Regions from separate parts of the Hordeum vulgare genome. Here region 1 is linked to region 2. A link is a contact called in public Hi-C data. All regions are on one chromosome and are shown on one strand. The core of a region is the stretch at or near the end of the contact, and the rest is flanking DNA. Distances in the headings are between cores, read along the strand shown. Region 1 holds the start of LOC123443004 (aromatic aminotransferase ISS1). Region 2 holds the start of LOC123443002 (transcription factor GTE8-like).

The links. A called contact is a pair of places that touch in the nucleus more often than the background predicts.
Region 1: a contact with region 2 is called in a Hi-C map of leaf, with 4 times the contacts expected there. The contact joins the promoter of LOC123443004 here to the promoter of LOC123443002 in region 2. A contact is called at or near these places in 3 of 6 Hi-C or Micro-C datasets (leaf and seedling) and 1 of 1 datasets of contacts at active chromatin or transcription factors (embryo).

The regions. Positions count from the first base shown.
Region 1 is chr3H:69,246,501-69,251,776 of MorexV3_pseudomolecules_assembly, forward strand. It overlaps LOC123443004 (aromatic aminotransferase ISS1), which reads left to right and starts at 1,653. Exons shown (of 9, transcript XM_045119213.1): 1 at 1,653-2,051; 2 at 2,131-2,178; 3 at 2,671-2,799; 4 at 3,571-3,630; 5 at 3,853-4,009; 6 at 4,247-4,353; 7 at 4,470-4,528. The coding sequence starts at 1,989.
Region 2 is chr3H:68,946,165-68,951,870 of MorexV3_pseudomolecules_assembly, forward strand. It overlaps LOC123443002 (transcription factor GTE8-like), which reads right to left and starts at 2,028. Exons shown (of 10, transcript XM_045119210.1): 1 at 1,546-2,028; 2 at 10-1,258. The coding sequence starts at 1,575.

The sequences.
Region 1 (5,276 bases), core at 403-2,902, 300 kb after region 2:
TGCTGCTCACCCAACTCCCGCCTTATTGCTCCTGCCGCACCCCTGTAGCGCTCGTCCTGCTGCTCGCCACATCCTTTAGGTCCCGCCCCACCACGTCCAGCTACCCGGAGCTCGAGGACGTATCGAGTGCACCGACCTAATTCAGGCACCCAATGCATCGATGCTAGATGAGCCATTGGATAGAAAATAGAGGGAGATGATATGGCTAGAGAGATGGATAGCTGGTATATTTACAAAGTGGACCTTTTATTGTTTAGAAATCAACCCGCACCCCATTTCTCACATTCTTAGCCTTCCATCGGTAAAGTTGTTTGTTTATTTATTTTTTGTCCAAATAAAACCGGGTAATATATTCTTTGAATGGGATGTCGAATTTCAGAACTGTTTTTACTAACATCATTGTTTCGATGAGATCTGTGACCAAACATCAAGTTCTGAGTACAGTTTTAAAAGCAAAAAAGATAAATCAAAATATGTCCACTGTTGATATTCTCTCAAAGGTCTCGCCAAGATAAATACAACAACCAAAACCGATCCAAAATTAGAAATTTGATTTAAAATATATCATCCTTTTTGTGTTTGAGCCAAAAAAATCTGAACGTACACGATTTAGGAAGAAGAAATGTGCAGTTCGGGTTGATTTTTATAAAATGAAGGGGTGTCTTTGCAAAATGGCATACTCTCTCATTTGTGACCAAATCCGGGCCACTCTTTTTTCATCTATTGGCCTAAAACTTAGTGGTGCAATGGATGCACATATTTGCTCGGTGCATAGGATATGTCCTCCCGGAGCTCCGAGCCGCGCCGCCACACTCCGCAGCTGCCACCATAGCCCCGCCGCAACTCCGAGCCGAGCACGAGGCACCACCCTGCCCCCGCGGCCTCCACTGTAGCCCTGAGCTTGCGGTGAGCATGGTGACTGGGCGGTGAGCATGACGAGGCTAGGCGACGCCGCGTGAGCACGGACGCCACCACACCGGTGCACATGTGCGGTAGGAGCACGAGTTCTCCATGACGATGCTGCTTAGTGGGGCGGGGACAAATAGCCGGGCGCGCTCCACCCCGCGATCGGCGAGGCAGGTTCAACGGTGTGGCGGCAGCGACCTACGACAACGGCGAGGTTCGGCGGCGCAACGGCATCGACCTGCGAAAGCAACCAGTGGTCCAGTGAATAAAATAAAGAACAAAAAGAGGTGGATGGATGACAAACGGGACAAGCCCGGACACACACGAACGAGGGGACACATAAATGTGTCTTAAATTTGGAACGAAAATAGGTACGAACAAACACAAAGCGAATGTAAAACAGAAATAAGACTCCGCGTTGAGTCATCTTTTTTCCGCGCAGAACCAACAAACACGTTCGGATGAAATGGATCGTTCGGTTAAAATTGCTCTAAATCCCCAAGCAGCAAAAGAACTCTCATTTTATTTTGACACCGAACGGCTGCTAAAAACACTAGTGCTACATTGTCTTTCTCTCAATAGAATTGCATGCCTTTTCACCCGCAAAAAATAAAATAAAAATTGCATGCCTTCCGTTTTCATCTTAATAAAATCAAGACAAATTAGTCCCAGGAAGGAGAGAGAGAGAGAGCGCGCGCGCTCAACGCTTATCCACCTCCTCCTCCTCCTGGCCAGGAAAGTCCACGGGAAGAGACAGAAAAGAAGAACAAAAAAACAGTGGGAAAAAAAGAGTCCGGGCTCCTCGAATCTCTCACTAGTTTTCTTCCTTGTCTGCCTGCCCAGTGCCCAGTCCTCCGGCTCTGGGGTTGGTGAGCGAGCTCGCTCGGGATCAGTTGGCGACTACGGACCCAGAGCCAGAGGTCCTTGTCCGGGAATTATTTAGGCCGCCCTTCCTCCCAGTTCCACGCCTTCTTAGCCCCGCCCCGCCCCGCCTGCCTTCCCTGCTTCCTCTCCTCGGATCTCCGGCTCAAATCCGTCTCCCGAATCCCCACTTTCCAGCTTCTCGGAGGTCCCCGGAGGCCATGGGCAGCTTCGCCAAGCTGGCCAAGAGGTGCGTGGAGACGGAGGCGCCGGTCATGGTGAAGGTGATACAGGCCTCCCCACCTCCTCAACAATCTCCTGCCTTTATTATCCCCAAACAATTTCTTGTCTTTTTCTTTGCAGATACAAGAGCTGCTTCGAGGGGCCACGGATGTGATGTCGCTTGCGCAGGTAACCCCTGCTTGCCTGCCTGCCTGCAGTTACTTCTTCCATTGTGTTTGTTCCTGGAGTGTTGTTTGGAGGGATCCTAGGCTAATGGTATGAAAAAAAGATCGCGGAAAAGAAAGGCAAAATGTGAACTTAATGGATCAGTGAACCCCTATCTTGTCTCTGTAAATCTTTCAACTTATTGTAAGGTAATTCAGGAGTAGGTTACACGTGATAACTTGATATGTTCAACGTAACACGGCTATTGACTGTATATATCATGCACTGTCTTTTAAAAATGATTATATAATATCAAGCATGGGGGATCGGAGATTGACATGATTTACGCCCATGGGTTAGGTTTCCTGAAATGGTGTTTGTGCGAAGTGATACACCCCACATCTGTTTGTGACAGAATTGTGTCTGATGTTTTCCTATCAAGGCGAGCAGGCCATGCGTATTTACAAGAGATCCATCGGTTGTCTTCTTGTAATCTTGGGCAAATCTTGAATGCAGGGAGTTGTTTATTGGCAACCTCCTGAGACAGCCCTGAACAAGGTCAAGGAAGTTGTATGGGAACCAGCAACCAGTAAATATGGTGCTGATGATGGCCTTCCCGAGCTTCGAGAAGCACTTCTCGAGAAGGTACTTCTTTTCATCTGGAATTATATATTCCTTAGCATTGGATCATGTCCCCATGTTAGCAACCCTTGCACATAAAGCCGTTACCATGCAAGACAAAAACACCCATGTGCCTTCTGCTAACCCACTGTCATGTGACTTCTTTACTAGAGGTATTTGATCTTAGTGCTGAGACTAATTGTCAATCCAAAGTATGTTTTTCTGCTCATATACTTAGTTGATTAAAGGACAGCAGTATGCCATGTGTTTATGAGAGAAAAATGACAGTGGGTTATAGAGTCGAAGATGTGGTCCACAAAGTTATAGAGTTGAAGCACCACGTTGATCAGCTTTCGAAATCATTAGCCCGCATTTTAGCTTTTACTGAAGTCAAACTTTATAAAGTTTGACCAAGTTTGTAGAAAACAATATGAACATTTACAGTAACAAATTTATATGATGTGAATCTATATGCAATGATGCATCCAATGGTATTGATTTGGTGGTGTATATGTTAATATATTTTTCTACAAACTTGTTGAAAGTATTTAAGGTTTGACTTTATACAAACCTAATATGCGGAGTAAATAAAAATGGAGGGAGTACAATAAAACCTTCAATGCTTATTTAACTGTTTGTTGCTTACTGGGATAAGATTTTTTGTTGATAATATTTGGAGGATTACTATTGTTTAACTCGACTCTTGTTAGCCCTATCAGTATTTCTCTACATTGTCTTCTTGGCACTATAAACAGGTAGTGTATCCATTGCTGATATTTTAGGGATTGTTTGCAGCTTCGCAGGGAGAATAAGCTAACCAAGTCGTCAGTTATGGTGACTGCTGGTGCAAATCAGGTAAAACACATTACTTTTCATCTGGTTTATCACGGATTTCTCGTGCCTCTACTTTTGCATTGTTTAGCTGTCAGACTATAGGTTATTGTCCCCAATTTATGTCCTGTTTTAGTTGTATGAAATACATGCTTCCGTGTACGACTGCTATGCTAAATCTTGTTTTACAACTAGGTTTGTGCTATAAAGTGATCTCTTACACTGGTCTCTTTTGTGTTTTGGCAGGCTTTTGTAAACCTGGTTCTGACCCTTTGCGATGCTGGTGATTCAGTTGTCATGTTTGCACCATATTATTTCAATGCCTTCATGTCATTCCAGATGACTGGCGTCACTGATATATTAGTCGGTGCTAGCAATCCCAAGACTCTTCATCCTGATGTTGGTAATATGACTACCGTACCTAATGTAAAAGAAATTTCCATGCTTAACTTATGAGTGCAATGTACTTTAGATTATTAGATTAAGTGGTGCCATAGGCATTTGCTCTGCTATGACCTCTAGATGTGGTCCAAGAAAATTTATACAGATCGACTCCCTCATCGATTTCTATTATAGAAACCTCTCGATTGAAATTTAATCTGTTTGGGATGCATATTTTACACTGCGCCTAAAAATGCAGATTGGTTGGAGAAGACGCTGAAAGAAAATAACCCTATCCCTAAACTTGTTACTGTTGTTAATCCGGGAAACCCATCTGGAGCTTTTATTCCCAAGCCTATGTTACAGGTTAACTTTCTTCCATCCCTCCCTCACTCACATTGCTCTCTTGTATGCCTGCACACACCCGCACACCCAACATGAAGTTGGCATTTGTTATTTCTAATATTGAATTGTCATTTCAGAGAATTTCAGACCTGTGCAGGAATGCTGGTGCATGGCTGGTGGTTGACAACACCTATGAGTAAGTTAATACTGATATACTTGCATTTGTTTGTTTGTGCTTTCTAAAGCTCCTTAATCCTGTCCCATACTTAAAAAAATCAGAGAAGTGCAGACATAATGTTGTATGCAAAACAATGAATCACATCTGAATATTACCACCTTAAATCATGGTTAGAGATTAGGAGAACTGGTTACTATATAAGCAAACTAAATGACACAAAAGTGACTTATAGAGTACAATTTTAATGTGAATGCATAAGCTATTTTGGAATACATCAGAATGTAAAATGCCATTAGCATCGTCTTTAAATAAAAGTGGATAAGGTAATTAACTGCTAATGATATTGGTAGAGATTGTGAGTAAAGGTAATGCTATGAACAGTTCAATAGAGTCTGGAACTGCTAAGATAAGGGAAATCTATGCCGTGCAATGATTTGTCAAATTTAGTTAGATTCTCCTGCTCATAAACTTCAGAAAGTCCTCCTAATGGTGGCAACTCTAGCAGAAGGATTGATGTTTTGGGTCATACCATGCTAACAACCTGTCTGTCCCCCGTCCCTCGCGTTGAAGCGCATCTTGGCCTCATTGGAGCCTGTGACATTTGGTAGTGACAAGCTTGTCTTCCACCATCCATTCATGCATGTAGCGTTGCATGATTGCCTTTTTGCCCTTTATTGGAATGCTAGTGATTTTCATTTGCGGTATCACCGCCACGAGCCTCTCTTGGTTGATGTACAATGCCTTAAGCAGGTATGAGGGAGGTTGA
Region 2 (5,706 bases), core at 778-3,277:
ATAAAATACCTCTGCAGGGATTTGTGGACGAGTGACTGAGGCCAGAAACATTCACAGCCTCATTCTCAGAAGGCTGAGATTTTGTCTGCTGATGATCTCTTTCTTGCAAATACGCGTCAACATGCCTCTTCAGTTCAAATAATACTTCATCACTGAGTGCATGGATATCAATCTCTATCTCTCCATCCCCAATGTGCTCTGCTTTGTTGTCAATACACTGCTGTAACAAATCAATGATGTGACCAGGTAATTCTTCTGGGCCCTCGGTCAAAGAAGTTAAGCAGTCTCCAAAGGTTTCTCTCTCCTTGGATGTCATCTTTGGCTTCACAATCTCAGTTAGCCTGACAGGGTCTATTGATAGGTTACTTCGGTCCACAGGAGGGGTCTTCCTCCTCTTTGAGTCAGCCCTATCAGCCTCAACATGTGGCTTAGTGGCGGCAGTAGCTAACTTCTTCTCAACTGTTCTCCATCTGGACTCAAACATTTTATTCAGTTGAATGGCCAGATCATGCACTACATGCCCTCGAGGATTATAAGTTATCGCATTGTTAAAGGTCAGCCTGACATCAGCTGCAAAATCATATGGACTTGCGTAGGAACCAGAATCTAGCTTCTTCTTGATGGTCCCAAGGTCCATCGGGTGCTTGATAATGTCATTATAATCTGGAAGGTTCAGCTTTTCCACGTCTACTGGATCATTAAAAATATGACTACATTTCTGAGTCATCAGCTTCTTAAGGATAGCTTCGCACTGCTTCAGAATTGTAGCTTCAGGCAACACTGTAGACGTTTCAGGCCGGGGTTTTGTTGGCAAGAAGCGTCCCTTGGCACCACGGACAACATGGCTTCCCCGTTGCACTTTTTTAGATCTAGGGGCAGCTGACGATGAGAACGCAGGTGCTTTGCTGACAGGCATGATGGACAAAAACTCTGGCTTCTTGAGGAGTTCTCGAACCGAATCAAGCTCTGTCCGGAATCTCTTCCGAAGGTAGCGCCGCTCAGACGACGACATCTTAGACGGGACAAAGATCTCTCGCTTGACATCAAAGCCATCACTATTAAGGCTGATGCACTTGCGTTTTGGCACAGAGAAATCTTCCGAGCCAACACGAACAGGGCTGCCTGACTCACCCACAGTCTCTGCGTAACCCGCGCCACGGTAGGCTATTTCATCATAACTCCGTTTAGTCTGAATCTGCGGGCCAGACTCCATGCGGACCGTTGGTCCCATGTAACCAGGCGCCAGCGAGGCGCGGATCTGCAGAATAACGACAAACAGCTTCAGAAACCAAATTCAAATCTCTTGCCGGTTGAAACGAAAGCACACAAACCGAGATTTACATGCTGTGCAGCAAAACCCTAACATTACACCTGGCCCTGGGACCAATCCGTGCCAAGCGAGCCTATGTCATGGCTTGAAAGCGGGATATGGCAGCATCATTTGTTATGTTTTTACTAGTGAAATCAGTCAGATCTAAATCCAGACAGAAGCTACAAATGCACATGTCAACGAATGAAATTCAGATTGGAAGGGGATTAATTCACCTTAGGCTTGGAGATTGAGGTCGTTGGCATCTGGAACGAGACCGTGGGGCGCCCCGTGATCCCCTGCCCGGCGTCAACGCCCTCGGCGGCTGTGGCTCGAGGACAGATCCGCCGCTGTGGCTCGACGGTGAGCCGGCTAGCGCCTCCGCCCTCTGCCTACTGTGGGCAGGACTGCCGCCGGGTCACCGTGCGGGCGGGCCACGGGGCCTCCTGGGAGCGGGACGGCGAGCGGCCGCGGCGTGGATTCTCCGGGCTCCGGCCGCGGCGTCGGGTGAGACGGGAGGTGCAGGGTGCGATGCGGTGGGCGTCCGTGGCTGCTTATCCTTTTCCTCGACGAAGCGACCGAGCCCGAACCCCTTGTCCTCGCCGAAGCGACCGAGCCCGAACCCAAAGTAGAGTCGGTTCCTGCGCACGAGTCCAGTCTAGACCCGAAGTGGACCGGAGCTGAGAAGAGCGGAGCGAAACGGTACGATTCGATGCGACTTGACGCGCGGGGGACGGGCGCTCCCTCTAGGTGGGTATTTATAGGAGAGGCGGGGTGCGGTGGGCGGTGCGTGCCGGATCGTGGCCGTCGGTTCGCGGGGATCGGACGGGCAGAGGGGGAGATGTAGGCGCGGGGCCCGCCGGGACCGGCGTGACGTGGAGCGGAGCGCGCTTTGACTTTCTTCCAGAAGGTTTCTGGTTTGGAGAAGGATCGCGCGCTGTCCGACGATGTACCGTGGGGCGACGAGGTTTCCGGGCCCGCGTGTCATTGGGGTTGGGTAGGTTTCGTTCGGTCCCGTGCTGTTTGGGGAGCAGCCGTCTTTTGTCCGGCACGCGGGATCTGGGTGCGGGTGACGGCCTGCTGGATTTGGGGAGCGGTGTGACTTGGAGGTGAAGGCTGGTGACACGTGGAAGCAGGTGGGTCTTGAGACTCCTTTGTCTGCCTGCTGGGTGTTTCTCTCTTGTGAAGTGGAGCGACGGATTTCTTCTCGTCAAAAATGAAGCGAGCAAACCACGTACGGGATAGGAAAATTCCTATTTACCGTTGGATCATCAAAACTATTAGAGTAAAACGAGATTAAACGAAAGTGAATGGATGATTAGTCATGTTTCTATTCTTTATTTTAATAATAAAGCAATTAGTGTTTCTGTCGTTCGTCATTAATACTATCCCTAAAGTTGATATAAATTACCCACTATGCCACCCATAAGTAAAAAACGTTTCAGATTTTCCCACAGTTGCAGTTTGGTTTGTTATTATAAAGAGATGATACGAAAAGAGAGCACAGACACTCGTCCGCCATAGTGACTAAGGCATTGTTGTTCTACGTAGGTGACCAGCGTTTGATCCCCATCCTGTACAGTTTTTCCTTTCAATCCTTTTCTCACGCAGTGTCCTCCCTTCATGAGCCAGGCCGGCGTGTGCGGGGTTGGACTCTTTTATTTTTGTTCGTTTTTCTTTCTTCTTTTCTCATTTTGTTCTCATATTTCTACTCCCCCGTTTTTAAATATAAGACATTTTTGAGATTTCACTAGAACACTATATACGGAGCAAAATGAGTGAATCTACACTATAAAATATGTCTACATGCATCCGTATATAGTTTATGGTGTAATTTTTATTAGGTCTTATATTTAGAAATGGAGGGAGTATAAATTAATTCGGCATATCTAAATTTCCAAAGTGGTGAATTATAAAAATGTTCGCAAAATTATAAATTGTATGTGAATTCAATTTTTTTTAGGAAATCATAAAAGTTTCGTGGATTCAAACAATATTGGTGTATTTGTAAAAAAATCAAGATTTGAAAAAATAGACGGGAAATGATTATGCTCGTGATTTTGAAAAAATGATCGTGTGTTCAAAACATATTCGGGAATCGGAAATAAGTGTCCATCAAATTTATAAAATGTACACAAAAAGTAAAAAAAATTGTTCCCTGGTTTTAAAAAGGTAGAGTAATCTAAAAAATGTTTGTTGAGTCAAAAAATGCTCATGAACTTGAAAACTTTTTATGCATTTCAGAAAATCTTCGTAAACAAAACTAATGTTCGTGATTTTTTTGTGAAAATCCAAAATTTCAAAAAATGACAATTTAAAAGCTATTCACCAATTCAAAGTCTTCTATGTCTAGGATTTGATTAGATTTCCGAAAGTCTTTATATGTATAGACGTGGGAGTAGTTTGTGATCGATGAGATTTGTTTTAAAACTTTTAAGTATTTGCTTACGCAACATAATGACAAGTGTGGCGTGAAGTGGCAAGCTCATCACCTTAGAATTTAGCATGTTAAAAGTATTGTGCTCACGTGAACATCGTGACCATCATCAATGAGGGTGGGAGAGAAAGTTAAGTGGCAACATGATGAGCCACCATGTTAAAAGAGAGGATGTTCATATGTGAGGGTATTAAATCAATCATAAAAAATGCTTATATATCTATAGCACATACTATTTTTTGTCTCCGTTGCAACGCACGGGCATATTTGCTAGTGATTCTCAAGTATATATACATCTGAAAAAGGTGAAAAGAAGAGGTATGCGTTCGGAGGCATCCCTCGAGAACAGGTGTGTGTTGGTAATAAAGAGAGAAGAGACATGATTGTTTAGGGTTCGATACATCCTTTGCTAATTAATTTCTGACACTCCCCTTGTACAACACCGTTTCTTCAATGTTTCATTGTTGAAAGCTGCTTGCATATAGATCTTTCATCTTAAGAAATCTTTCATATAATCTTGAGAGTCTTTCCCCAAACCCCCGTAGGAAAAATGTGAGGAGAATAGAGTAGATATGTTGCTAAAACTCCTTTAAACCCAGTGAGAAAAGTAAGGAGAAAATGATGCAACATATGATGGTTATTGTCTCTTGATAACTCATATGAGAAAAACCTTTGAAGGAGAAAACTCATCGATAAGTTTAGAGAACAATTAATATGTCTTGAGTACTTCCTTTAAAAAACCCGATAGGGAAAATAGAAAATATAACATATGATCTTTGAGAAGATATTGCCTCACTAAAAACTATTACGAGAAACTTTGAGAGAAAACTCATAAGAAAAAAGAGTGCAATCGTACATGCCATTGAAAACTCCTTTAAAACTTAGTGGGAAAAATATAAGGAGAAAATGATATGGCATATATGGAAACTTGTGTTTATATTGTCTCGTTAAAAACCTTTTATGAGAAACCATTAGGGGAAAACTCATGAAGGGAAAAAGAATACAATATATGCAGTCTAAAGATTGTTACAGGTTATAATTTGGGAGATTACTCCCCGTGAACTTTGCAAATATGGGGACATACCATACCAATTCCATTGACATGAACATGACATTATGAATAATCTGTTGGATTTTCACAATATTTTGTTTGCAAATTATTTCCTCACTTTTCTATAATTCACAAGGATAAGTAATTTTAGAGCAATGTGCTTTTTAATATTGCTCTTCATATAACCTGTAGGTATTGAGTAACACAAGTGGAAGCATCTTCATAAATCAAGTAATGTGATTCTGATGAATCTCAACCACATGATTTTGAGTGTGGTTAATCATTTTGCTAAGCCATGCATATTTTGCAATGATTTTAGATAAAGCAATTATGTCAGAATGATAACTGAAAATAACCATTAAAATCCATTTAGATGACTTCCATGTGAAGGCTATTCCAGCATATTCAGTCATTGATATGGCACCGGCAGGGTCAAATAAAGAGCCAATATCATTACATCATATCATGGTCATATCTTCTATTTCCTGATGGAGATATCCAAAATTTACTGTAATCTTCAGATATAAGATGATATTACTTATATCAACCATATACCTTTTGTTGGGGGTTGTACTTCGAATAAAGATAGCAAATATAGTGTCAGGCCTAATGTGGTTTGCAAGTATATTAGTGCTTTGACATTAGTGAGATATAGAAATTCAGGTCCTAGTATCACTTCATTATTCCTCCCAGGTATGAACGGATTTGTACCTTATCAAAGGTAGTATGACCATACATGTCGTTTCTGTTATGATATATCCAAATTGAACTTCTCGTATATGTTTTAGATATATGTAGACTGATATGTATTCTTGATAGAATGGTCAAGTTGTAAACTTAAGCTAAATTTGGTTAAATCCAAATTTTCCGTCTTGATATAATTTTGTGTATGTTAATGTCTAGTAGAGT